2 separate regions of the Mus musculus genome follow, and region 2 is linked to region 1. Evidence: chromatin contacts called from public Hi-C data. All regions are on one chromosome and are shown on one strand. The core of a region is the stretch at or near the end of the contact, and the rest is flanking DNA. Distances in the headings are between cores, read along the strand shown.

What was found. Hi-C and Micro-C count contacts between places; a contact is called where the count stands out from the background.
Region 2: a Hi-C map of CD8 T cells shows a contact between it and region 1, with 2.1 times the contacts expected there. The contact joins the enhancer-like site here to the promoter of Dok4 in region 1. A contact is called at or near these places in 2 of 39 promoter capture datasets (embryonic stem cells and hippocampal neurons), 5 of 484 Hi-C or Micro-C datasets (CD8 T cells, the G1E-ER4 cell line and cortical neurons), 4 of 115 datasets of contacts at active chromatin or transcription factors (effector CD8 T cells, embryonic stem cells, forebrain and 1 more) and 3 of 9 other capture datasets (adipose tissue, liver and pancreatic islet).

The regions. Positions count from the first base shown.
Region 1 is chr8:94,873,262-94,878,779 of GRCm38.p6, forward strand. It overlaps Dok4 (docking protein 4), which reads right to left and starts at 3,051. Exons shown (of 9, transcript NM_053246.3): 1 at 2,870-3,051.
Region 2 is chr8:94,952,308-94,957,825 of GRCm38.p6, forward strand. No RefSeq gene overlaps it. Among named protein-coding and RNA genes, the nearest start is that of Gm30968, 22 kb to the right of the region's middle. Within about 2 kb of position 3,039, at least 98 of the 459 cell types and tissues checked have an H3K27ac peak or open chromatin away from gene starts, as enhancers often do. A contact at or near this core is called in CD8 T cells, the G1E-ER4 cell line, adipose tissue and 2 more, where this site is marked.

The sequences.
Region 1 (5,518 bases), core at 1,801-4,300:
AGTTAGGTTGTAGACGCAAATACTGACCCAGTCCCAAAATGGAGTGCAAAGAGGGTTGGAAAGAGAGAGCATCAAGAGAGGGATCCAGGGCTGGTAAGATGGCTCAGTGGGTAAGAGCACTGACTGTTCTTCCGAAGGTCCTGAGTTCAAATCCCAGCAACCACATGGTGGCTCACAATCACCTGTAATGAGATCTGAAGCCCTCTTCTGGTGTGTCTGAAGTCAGCTACAGTGTACTTACATATAATAAATAAATAAATCTTTGGGCCGGAGCAAGCAGAGACTGAGCAAGTGGAATTGACCAGAGTGAGCGGAGCGGGGCCAACAGGAGTGAGCAGAGGTCCTAAATTCAATTCCCAACAGCCACAAGAAGGCTCACAACCATCTGTCAGTTACAGTGTACTCACTTACATAAAATAAATAAATAAATCTTTTTAAAAAAGAGAGAGAGAGAAAGATCCATGGATTTAACAGGCAACAGGGACCCATGCCTTACCTGCACCCCCTACCAAGACTTAGTACAAGATTTTAAACAGAAAGTAATCCCCAATCTGCCCCAAGCCCCCCCTCGAAGGCTCAACAGCCAATAAGTAAGGGCAGGAAAAAAAAAAAAAAAACCCTACCTATCCATGGCCACTACTAGTCTCTCACAGAGGGACAGATCCCTCCAAATGTGTGGCACCCTCAGCTTTGGACATGAAGTCTTTGAGTACTGTATACTAAATGGGCGAGATGGGTTTCCAGTAGCCATTCTCATGGTTTTAGGGTTAAGCCTCCCACCCACCTCTCCTCTATCCTAGTAGTATCAATGTGGATGGCTATTCCTGGAGGGATAGTAGCTGCCTTAGTCCAAGCTACCACAAACAGCAAAACTGGACAACACACACTGCTGCCCTTCCCAGCCAGGGCAGCATCCTGTAGGGAGGATACAGGAGGCGTTCTAGAGCCCTCCCTACCCACCTGCCCCATAGGCTGCACTAAATGCTCCCTCCCAGAACCCTGCCTGGAGGCCTTGGCTCGAGAACAAACACCACAGAGCCTGAGTCCTGCCTGGCCAGGCTGCCCCACCCTTGACAGATCTGATCTTATCAGGGCTGCAAATCAGCCCTACCTGGACACTATCTCACCGTCCTCGGTCTGTTTTCACTTCACAGCAGAGATTTGATTGCAGGTGGGTTGTCTCCACCTTAACTACCAACTGCCCCATCCCTGTGTGGTTGCTGTCTGCGACCAGCAGGGGGCGCTTCCATAGATCCCTAAGCCCCAGAAGGTTTGGTCCAAGGAGAGCCAGCCACAAGTACTGAACCAGGCAGAGCGAACATGGGGGGGTCAGGACATCTGAACACTCATGGTCCCCAGCAATGTGGTCCAATGCCTCATACCACTGCTGTCTGTTCTCCCCTGGTACCCTGCCACCTCTCAGTACATAAAGCCTTCTCAGTAAAGTTCACTGCGCTTGCTTTTTCCTGCCTCTAACTAAACTCCCTCCCATGGTCTCAAGTATATTCCACTGCCTCATTTGGAGCTCCGCTGAAAATCTGCCTCCTCCTTCAGGCCCTCCTGACACCCTGGCCTTGCTAATTAGCTGTCTCTCAACATCCAGTGTTTCAGTCTGTCACATGTCACTATGAGATTTGATGTTCCCGGTTCCTTCATCTGTCACTTGGCCATGTAGGGACACCTACAATGACAGTTCCCAAGCCCCTTCTATCTAGCTATAGCTCCATCCCAGTGACCAGGACACTGATAAAGGACAGAGTGGATGCCAATCTAGGGAGGGACACTAATTATATCTAGCATTGTCCCCATCCTTTCAACACCATTATCAGCTCTGCTTCCAGAGAGTGTAAGCGGCAGCGGGCTCCCACTTCTCCACATCTCGGTGCCAACTGGCAAGACCAGCAAAGTCCAGGAGAACCAGCCGGGTCCGTGATCCACAGTTTGTTCAAAGCTGCCTCAGGGGACTTGTGCTGCTGCTGACACTGTCTGAGCCTGGCTAGGGGCCCCACCTTGGCTGGGGTTGTTGGATGAGGTCACATCCAGCCTGGTGCCCTGCCCAGGAATACCCAGCACCCAGGCACAGAGACTAGCAGCAGAGCGAGAGGGACACAGCTCCTGGGACCTACCTGGGATACCTACACAGCAGCCTGCATTTCTCCGAAAAGGGCCCTCAAAGAATGTGCAGGAAGCGCAGCCCCTGGAGGCTGTTGGAATGTGCTGGAGCTGACACCTGGCCCCTGGCTGCCCTGTCTTATCAAAGCCCTCCATCCAAGTGTCTGGCAATTGTTTTGCTCCCACCGCTCCACGCAGGCAGATTGCACAGAACTCCCGACTGCCCAAGGCTCCACTCCGGTCCTTATGCTGTGACAGATAGCTGTCTCCAAAAGAATGTGTACAGACTCCCAGAGCCAGAGGAGAAAGGTTTTAAGGCAGGAGGCTGCTAGCCCGGAGGACTGCAATGAATAGGAATGCCACTTGCAGGTCGGATAGGCAGTAAAAGGAAAGTGTCTCTTGGAATTTGGGGAGCAGGAAGGCGAGGAAGGCTGCTTCCGGGAAGAGGCTCAGGGAACCGGGGATCTGGGTTTCTCTGATGGGTTACATGGGGAATACAGGTGAGGTAAGACTCACACCTGCGCTTCCTAGAGATGGGAGCTGGTTGAGGACGGCTCAGGGAGTTTCAGGGTCTCGCTGGCTTCGAGAGGCGCGTCTGAGTCCTCCTTCCTTAAAGTAGGACGCTCCCATAGCTGGGAGAGCCCGCGGGCTCCGGAGGTGACCACAGGCGCCCCAGGATGAGAGTTGCGGGAGTCTCACGTCTCGGTGAGGCCTAGGGATCCCCCCCCCCCCCCGCGCTTCGTATTCCCCTATTTACCTAGGCGCCGAGGCCCGGGCCGGGGCGCTGGCTCCGCGGGACGCGGGGCGGGCTCATGCCCGCGTCTCGGCGCGGCCGGGAGGGGAAGGTAGGGTGGCGGCGCGCGGCTCTGGTTGTAAGCTAGAAGTGAAGCGCAGCCGCCAGCTCCGGATCCAGAGGAGACTCGGGAGGTAGCTGGTTCTGCTGATCCGCGACGCCACGCCCCTTGAGGCCACGCCCCGCGCCGCCCTGGCGCCGCGCCACGCCCCACCGCCACGCCCCCGCCCATCCCTGGCATCGTGCCACGCCCCTTCTCGGAGCCACGCCTCGTCCCGGAGTCCTGCCAAAGTCTTATTACTAGGACAGAAATTTCCGCCTGGCAGTCTAGCCCTCTGCTCACTTCTAGTACCCACCTCAGTCGCACCAGCTCCTCCCTGAGCTCTAAAACTCAAACCCACGTGGTCTTGCATCTGCTGGAGGCTGAACCCTATATCAACTCCCAGTCCTTGAACCTCACCTCCCAACATCAAGAGTCAGTACCCTGCTAGACATACACTTTGCTACCATCCAGTCCTGCTCAGTACCTGCCCCACTTCCCCAATCGCACACTCAGCTGCACTCTGTGAGAGATTAGCCTAATGCATGAAGGAATCAAGAACCCAGTACCCACGCATGTATATCCCCTGCCCCGTATCCTCCCAACCCTACCTCCCCACCCCCTCTGCCGGAACACTAGAGACTCAGCCTTGTCCAGCAAAGTAAAGGAGCCATTTTCTGTCCGCTTAAAATGTCCCAGGATTGTCACTAAAGTGTGTGTTAAGTGGAAGCCACGGGGCTATAGGACAGGAAATGGCTTTCTTCTTCCTGGATGCTAAACTGAACCTCCTGACCTTCCCATGACCTCCTGACCTTCCCATGCAGCTTCCAAACTTGACCCTCTGCTTTACTTCAAACAGCAGCTCATAAAGTCCTCAGCTCTCAAGCCCTCAGAGTGAACTGCTTTCATCCTGGGACACTGCTAGAGAAGCTGTATGGCCACAGAGAAAAAAAGAGAGTTTCAACAAAAAGAGGCCTCTTAGCCTGGCCTAGTAGTACTTGTCTATAATCCCATGCTGAGGCAGGAAGCTGATGAGTTCAAGGCCAGCCTTAGTGAGATCCTACTTAAGAAAGAAAGAAAAAGAGAGGGGGGGAGAAAGAAAGAAACAAAAAGAAAGAAAGAAAGAAAGAAAGAAAGAAAGAAAGAAAGAAAGAAAGAAAGAAAGAAAGAAGAAAAGAAAGAGAGAGAGAGAGGAGGGGGGAGGGAAGGAAGGAAGGAAGGAAGGAAGGAAGGAAGGAAGGAAGGAACCTTCTCTAGGTTCAATCCCCTGAACTGCAAATTAATTGTAATAATATAATGAAATTTAGAAGTATCATCTCTAAGTGGGATTCCTAAACTTCATTCTCTTTCAAAATTTTTACTCAATATCTACTTCTACCCACTGTGCTAATTCCCTTTTCTTTCTTTCTTTCTTTCTTTCTTTCTTTCTTTCTTTCTTTCTTTCTTTCTTTCTTCCTTCCTTCCTTCCTTCCTTCCTTTCTTTCTTTCTTTCTTTCTTTCTTTCTTTCTTCTTCTCCTCCTCTTCCTCTTTCTCCTCCTTTTTTTTTGACACAGGATTTCTCTAGCAGTCCTGGAACTGGATGTATAGACCAGGTTGGCCTTGACCTGCCTTCTTCTGCCTCCCAAGTGCCACCATACCCAAATTTGTATCTAATTTTTGGCTTTACACTTATAAATCTGTTTGTAGATCCACATGCGGGTGGATGGTCTGACACAGAGTCAATCTGAGTCCCTGATGTTTTCCTACCCTGAACGTTAGCAACTTGAAGTCACCATAGGGAGTTTCTATATCCGCAAAAGTGTCCCTCTGCCCCCTTCCTTTCTCTCCTCAGTAACCCTGGGGGACATCTTGGGGTTCCCCATTTCTACAGCTGGTCGAAGGTTTCACAGCTGGAATCATAAAAAGTGTAATCCCTGGTGGTTTTTCACTTGGTAACTTTTGTTAGTGGTGACTGAACCCAGGGCCTCTCAGATGGTAGGCAAGGGCTCTACCACTGAGCTACATCCCAGCCTTAGTTTTTACTTTCTATTTCAAGACAGGCTCTCAATACCCAGACTGGCCTTGAACTTACTGCGTAGTCCAGGCCAGCCTTAAATGTGTAATCCTGCCTCAGCCTCTGGAATAGCTGGATTTATCAGTTATGTGTCCAGAGAGAGCATCTTGCTCAGTTTAGTCAAGCCACAGCATGAATCCATAGCTGCTTTGGTGGTTGTATTGTATTGTATTCCAGCATTCTGCTGTATGGGTGTACCACCATCTGTTTATTCATGCACCATTCAAGGACATCTGGGTTGTCTCCAGGTTTTCTGCTATGGATGTTGTGAATAGGTTTCTGTGTAAACTCATGCCATCCTTCTTGGGTAAATGCTACAGACATAGTTCTGAGCTGTGTAATTACAGGTTGTCACTATTTATTTATTTATTTGTTTGTTTGTTTGGCTTTTTGAGACAGGGTTTCATTGTGAATCCTGGCTGTCCTGGAACTCACTCTTTTAGACTACTTTTTAATTGCCAATGCAATAGTTATATCCTTTAACCTTCCTAGCTGCAACAAAGGAGTAATTTATCCCAT
Region 2 (5,518 bases), core at 1,789-4,288, 79 kb after region 1:
GACAAGCTGTGTGTGCTGCAGAGGGCCGAACTGGAGAAGTGATCCAAGCTCACTGAGGAGCCCAGAAGATCGTGAGTGAAGCCCAGATAACTGGACATTGAGTTATTTATATTGTTGGAGTTTGGTTTTTCTTGGTTCAGATGTGGCTCTGCTCTGGGTCTTCCCTCTTGAAGAAGGTATTTAACTTAATTTTGATTTTTAAAGGATCCCAGCTGAAAGATTTTGAGCTTTTAAAAGAGATTTTTGGATTTTTAGAGAGATTGGATATTTTAAATAGACTGAAATTTTAATGTTTGAATTTGTAAAGTCTGTAGCACTTTTTTAAATTTTATTTATTTATTATGTAACTATATTGTGCTGTCTTCAGACACTCCAGAAGAGAACATCAGATCTCATTACGAATAGTTGTGAGCCACCATGTGGTTGCTGACATTTGAACTCAGGACCTTCGGAAGAGCAGTTGGTGCTCTTAACCACTGAGCCATTTCTCCAGCCTGTCTGTAGCACTTTTAAAGTTATTTAAGTTTTAATGTGAGACCTTGAGAATGAATAAGAAAGGAAAGGTGTGACTTAATGGTGATGTGTTTGAGTGTCAAGTTGACAAGGGGTCAGTTGTATGGCCTAGTCTTATGTCAGCTTGGCACTAACTAGAGTTATCTGAAAGGAAGGAACCTCAATTGAGAAGATGCCTTCTTAAGATCCCGCTGAAAGGCATTTTCTTAATTAGTGATTGATGGAGGAGAGCCCAGCCCATTGTGGCTGGAGACATTCCTGGGCTGGTGGTCCTGGGTTCTACAGGAAAGCAAGCTGAGCAAGTCAGGGAAAGCAAGTCAGTAAGTGGCACCCCTCCGTGGCCTCTGCATCAATTCCTGCCTCCAGCATCCTGCTCTGTTTGAGTTCCTGTCCTGCTCCTTTCAGTTGTAAACAGTGATGTGGAAGTGGAAGGTAAATGGACCCTTTCCTTCCAAACTTGCATTTTAGTCATGGTGTTTCATCACTGCAGTAGAAACCCTGATTAAAACAGGATCCCAGGAGAGAGAGGTAAACAAGTGTTGTGTATGGTGTTCTTTCTCTCCAGGGCAAATAATGACCTTACCCTAAGATGCATATATGTTCATCTATCTATCTATCTATCTATCTATCTATCTATCTATCTATCTATCTATCTATCTATCTATCTATCTATCTCTGTGTGTATGTATGTATATATGCATATATATGTATGTATATATATGTGTGTGTATGTGTGTGTGTGTGTGTGTGTGTGTGTGTGTGTGTGTGTATTCATGCTGATTTGCTCCCTTCATCCTATCCTCTTCAAGACCCTTTCAGAGAACTTCAGGAGCCCACTGACCAGCCAGAACGGTCTCCACCCAGAGCAAGCCTTAGTACCTGTCTCTTGCTCTAGAGCGGTTTCCCCTTGGAGAACTTCATGGTGAGTTTCTACCCAAAGGAGGAGATGTGTCAGGCACAGGGTTAGCACTCAGTGGAAAGTCCCTTTTCACCCAGTCCCTGATGAGGTCGCCAGTGAGGTGGTTGACTGCTGGGTTTAGGTTTGTCCCCGACAGAACCTAACTCAGCCCAGACTTATTGTGTCCTCAAGTCCTCTTTGTCACCACACAACTCTGACATCTCCATGGTAGGGTGCTGAGCCACACCCCTGCAAGAGGCTCAGCTAAGGCCTGCCTATGGAAGTGTGGGTGACTTGGGACAAAGCAGGTTAGTTGTGCAGAGTTGCCACCACTACAGATACTTCTTCTCTGGGTTTGCTACAGTCAAACACAGGACAGGAAATGGATATAAACTCAGATGTATCTCCTGTGAGGCTGTGCAGCTGGCTGAGACAGATGCAAAAACAGAATTCACTGTGATAAGTGATGGAGGGAGGGGGGCGCTTGGGAGCCAGGTCAGGGAAGAGAGCAATGACTAGGTCATTTCTGGCATTTTAATGCTGAGGCAGTGACAAGCAGTCACAACAGCCAACGTAAAACCAAAGGGTGAGGAGCAGAATCCACGTTACCCTCTCACTCAGGCTCACACTAAAGCCCTGTGGTGCCACAACCCTCCTGTAAGCATCCCGGAGCTACTGAACTCTGGACACCAAGAACACCAGCCCAAGCTGTGCCTTGTGGGGTCCAGTGAGGACTGACGAAGTGGGAATGGCATCTTGGAACTCGGCCACAGTCATTGTAGTCGCAGACTCTGACAGAGGGGCACGTGGCCACACAAGCTGCATGGCAGTTACAGCATCCTCACAGACCTGCCATGCAAGGGACTGTAACAGGAATCCCAGCTACCTGGGACCAGAGCCAAATAATACCACAAATGACCACACAAAGGCAGAAGGTAAGAACGGACTCTGACCTCCACTTGCATCCGGTGGCTTCTATGACCACCCCATGCCCACACACATCATCCCTACAACACACACATTAATAGAAAAAACAATTAAAGTAACGGCAAAGTACAAATCCCCAACATCGCCCACAGGGAGAAAAACGGCTTCTGTGAATGCTTCAGCTGGGTGCCTTCTGCACAGCCAAGACCAGGCAGTCTATGGGGAAGCACAGACACACAACCGAATCTCTCGAAACATGCAAAAGGAGGTTTGAATAAGAGTAGCAGCCTGAACTTCCTCAGTCTGGAAACTGCTTGCTCCCAGAAGAGCCGTTTCTATCAGGGTGAAGGTCAACACCTCTCTGGTGTGACGCCCACTCCTGTCACAGGGCTCCTTATAGCTGGAATGGAAGGGCTCAGTCGACAGGACAGGGAGAAGGGAAATACAAGGGCAGGAACCCTAAGTGGCCCACAGTTTCCTCCTCTTTTGTAGGAATGAAACTTGGAGTATGAGCAAATATTTAAACAGTGAGGGGGAGAGCACTAGCGATTAGTGATGAATCATTTAGAAAGGGACTCTCTAGGGGTCGGAGAAATGGCTCTGTGGTTAAAGGCACTTGCTTCTCTCCCAGAAGATAGGAGCTTAGTTTTAGTTCCTCATAGCCACATTGGGCCGCTCCAGGTGCTCTGGCACCCTCTTCTGGCTTCTGTGGGATCCTGCGTTCATGTGGCACATGCGTTGCTCATACAGACGTATAGGCACATATATTTTAAATTAAAAGTCTTTTAAAAACCCAAAGAAATAAGAAATAAAAATGGATCTGTGTGGATGTTTAAAAAGGCACACCTTTAGTGGTCCTTTGTAAGTCCTTTGCATGACTTGATGTCCTTGGGTGGAAGTGACTGTTGCATTGAGAGCTCTCTACTCAGGCAGCCTCTGACCTTGGCTTGCCTTTCATATCATGCTATCACCAAGCAGTCCTAGTGTCCCATGACCACTGTTCTTAAAAGATGTCATCAGGGGTCCTCACTGTCTGGGCTGCAGTGGAAGGTTGTTTATGGTCCCCCTGTCCCAGCACAGACTGCTTGAACTTGAACTTGAACTTGCTGTGTAGCTGAAGCAGGCTTTAAACTCATCCTCCTGCTTCCACCTCCCAAATGTAAGGATTACCCTTTATTTATTTGTTTTCATTTATTTATTTATTTATTTATTTATTTATTTATTTATTTATTTATTTTTGTTTGTTTGTTTTAAGACAGGATCTCAGTAGGTAGCCTTGACTGTCCTGGAACTCACTATGTAGCCTGGGCTAGCCTTGAACTCACAGAGATCTGCCTCTGTCTCCCGAGTGCTGGAACTTGTGAGAGAATATGCAGGGTACATATATTGTTTAACAAAAATAATCAGCAAACCACATGTCAGCACCACCCTTGTGAAGAAAGAGGTGCCACCCTGGCAGACTCTGTCCTCTTTCCACAATGCCCCTGCATCAGAGCGGAGCATTGTTTCAGTCTTTAGAAAAGTCCCCCTGGTTTTATATCAACTTTGCCACCTGTGTCTACATTCCTAAACCATGAAGTATGGCTTTGCCTGCTTGAGAAGCCTCCCTCCCTCCTCCCCTCCCTCCCTCCCTCCTTCCCTCTCTCCCTCCCTCCCTCCATGCCCATCTCCCTACTGTACTGGGGCTTTGTGCATACTAGGAAATGCTACCATTTGGCTATAACCACAGTCCTATTTAGAAAGTTTCTTCTTTTGAAGTCCTCTTTTCCCAGGTGTGTCAAGTTGAAACCAACATTAGCCAACACACACACACACACACACACACACACACACACACACACACTAGAAAACCTGCCCAGTGCTTTGCATGTGGGTTCTTTTGGGGTTTTTTTATGTACTCAGAATATCTTGATGAGGGATGAAGCTGATTTTATCTTCTCGGGTTTTTTTCTCTTTCTTTCTTTCTTTCTTTCTTTCTTTCTTTCTTTCTTTCTTTCTTTCTTTCTTCCTTCCTTCCTTTCTTTCTTTCTTTCTTTCTTTCTTTCTTTCTTTCTTTCTTTCTCTCTCTCTTCCTTCCTTTCTTTCTTTCTTTCTTTCTTTCTTTCTTTCTTTCTTTCTTTCTTTCTTTCTTATCAGTCCTTTATTGTTTTGTTTTCCAGCACTATGTGTGTATGTGTGCATGTGTGTATGTATGTATGTGTGTATGAATGTATGTATGTATGTATGTATGTATGTTTATGTATGTGTGTGTATATGCATGTGTGTATGTATGTATGTGTATATGCATGTGTATGTGTGTGTATATATGTATATGTATGTATGTAGTGTATATATGCATGTGTGTGTATATATGTGTATTATGTATGTATGTAGTGTGTATGTGTATATATATGTGTATGTATTATGTATGTATGCATGTGTGTATTGTGTATGTAAGTGTGTATGTGTATATGCATGTGTGTATGTATGTGTATAGGCATGTGTGTACGTGTATATATGTGTTATGTGTGCGTGTGTGTATGTATGTGTGTATATATGTATGTATATGTATTATATGTATATGCATGTGTGTATATGTGCATGTGTGTGCATGTATGTATGCATGTGTGTGTGTGCATGTGCATGTGTATTGGTGTTAGTGCTGGGAATCAAACCCAGGGCCTTGCCCATGCTGAGCAAGCTCTCTGCCTCCTAGCCTAACCTCTGCTCCTAGGACTCTAAGGTGACAGCAGGCTTCTTTATCTCACGGCAAATCTCAAGGGAAAGTTCTTCTTTTTTTTTTAATATTTATTTATTATATGTAAGTACACTGTAGCTGTCTTCAGACACTCCAGAAGAGGGCGACAGATCTTGTTACGGATGTTTGTGAGCCACCATGTGGTTGCTGGGATTTGAACTCAGGACCTCTGAAAGAGCAGTCAGTGCTCTTAACCGCTGAGCCATCTCTCCAGTCCCAAGGGAAAGTTCTTGATGGTTTCATCTGAAGGTATAGTTGATGAGGTGTTTTGGGGCTTCTTTTCTTCTTTTTTCATTTAAAATGTCAGATTTAGGAAGTTCCGTTCTGTTTCTGATTGCTATTTTTTTTTTTTTAATCTTGAATGGGTTGGGTATGATAGTGAATGATTTTGTTTTGTTTTGTTTTTTTGAGACAGGGTTTCTCTGTGTAACTCTGGCTGTCCT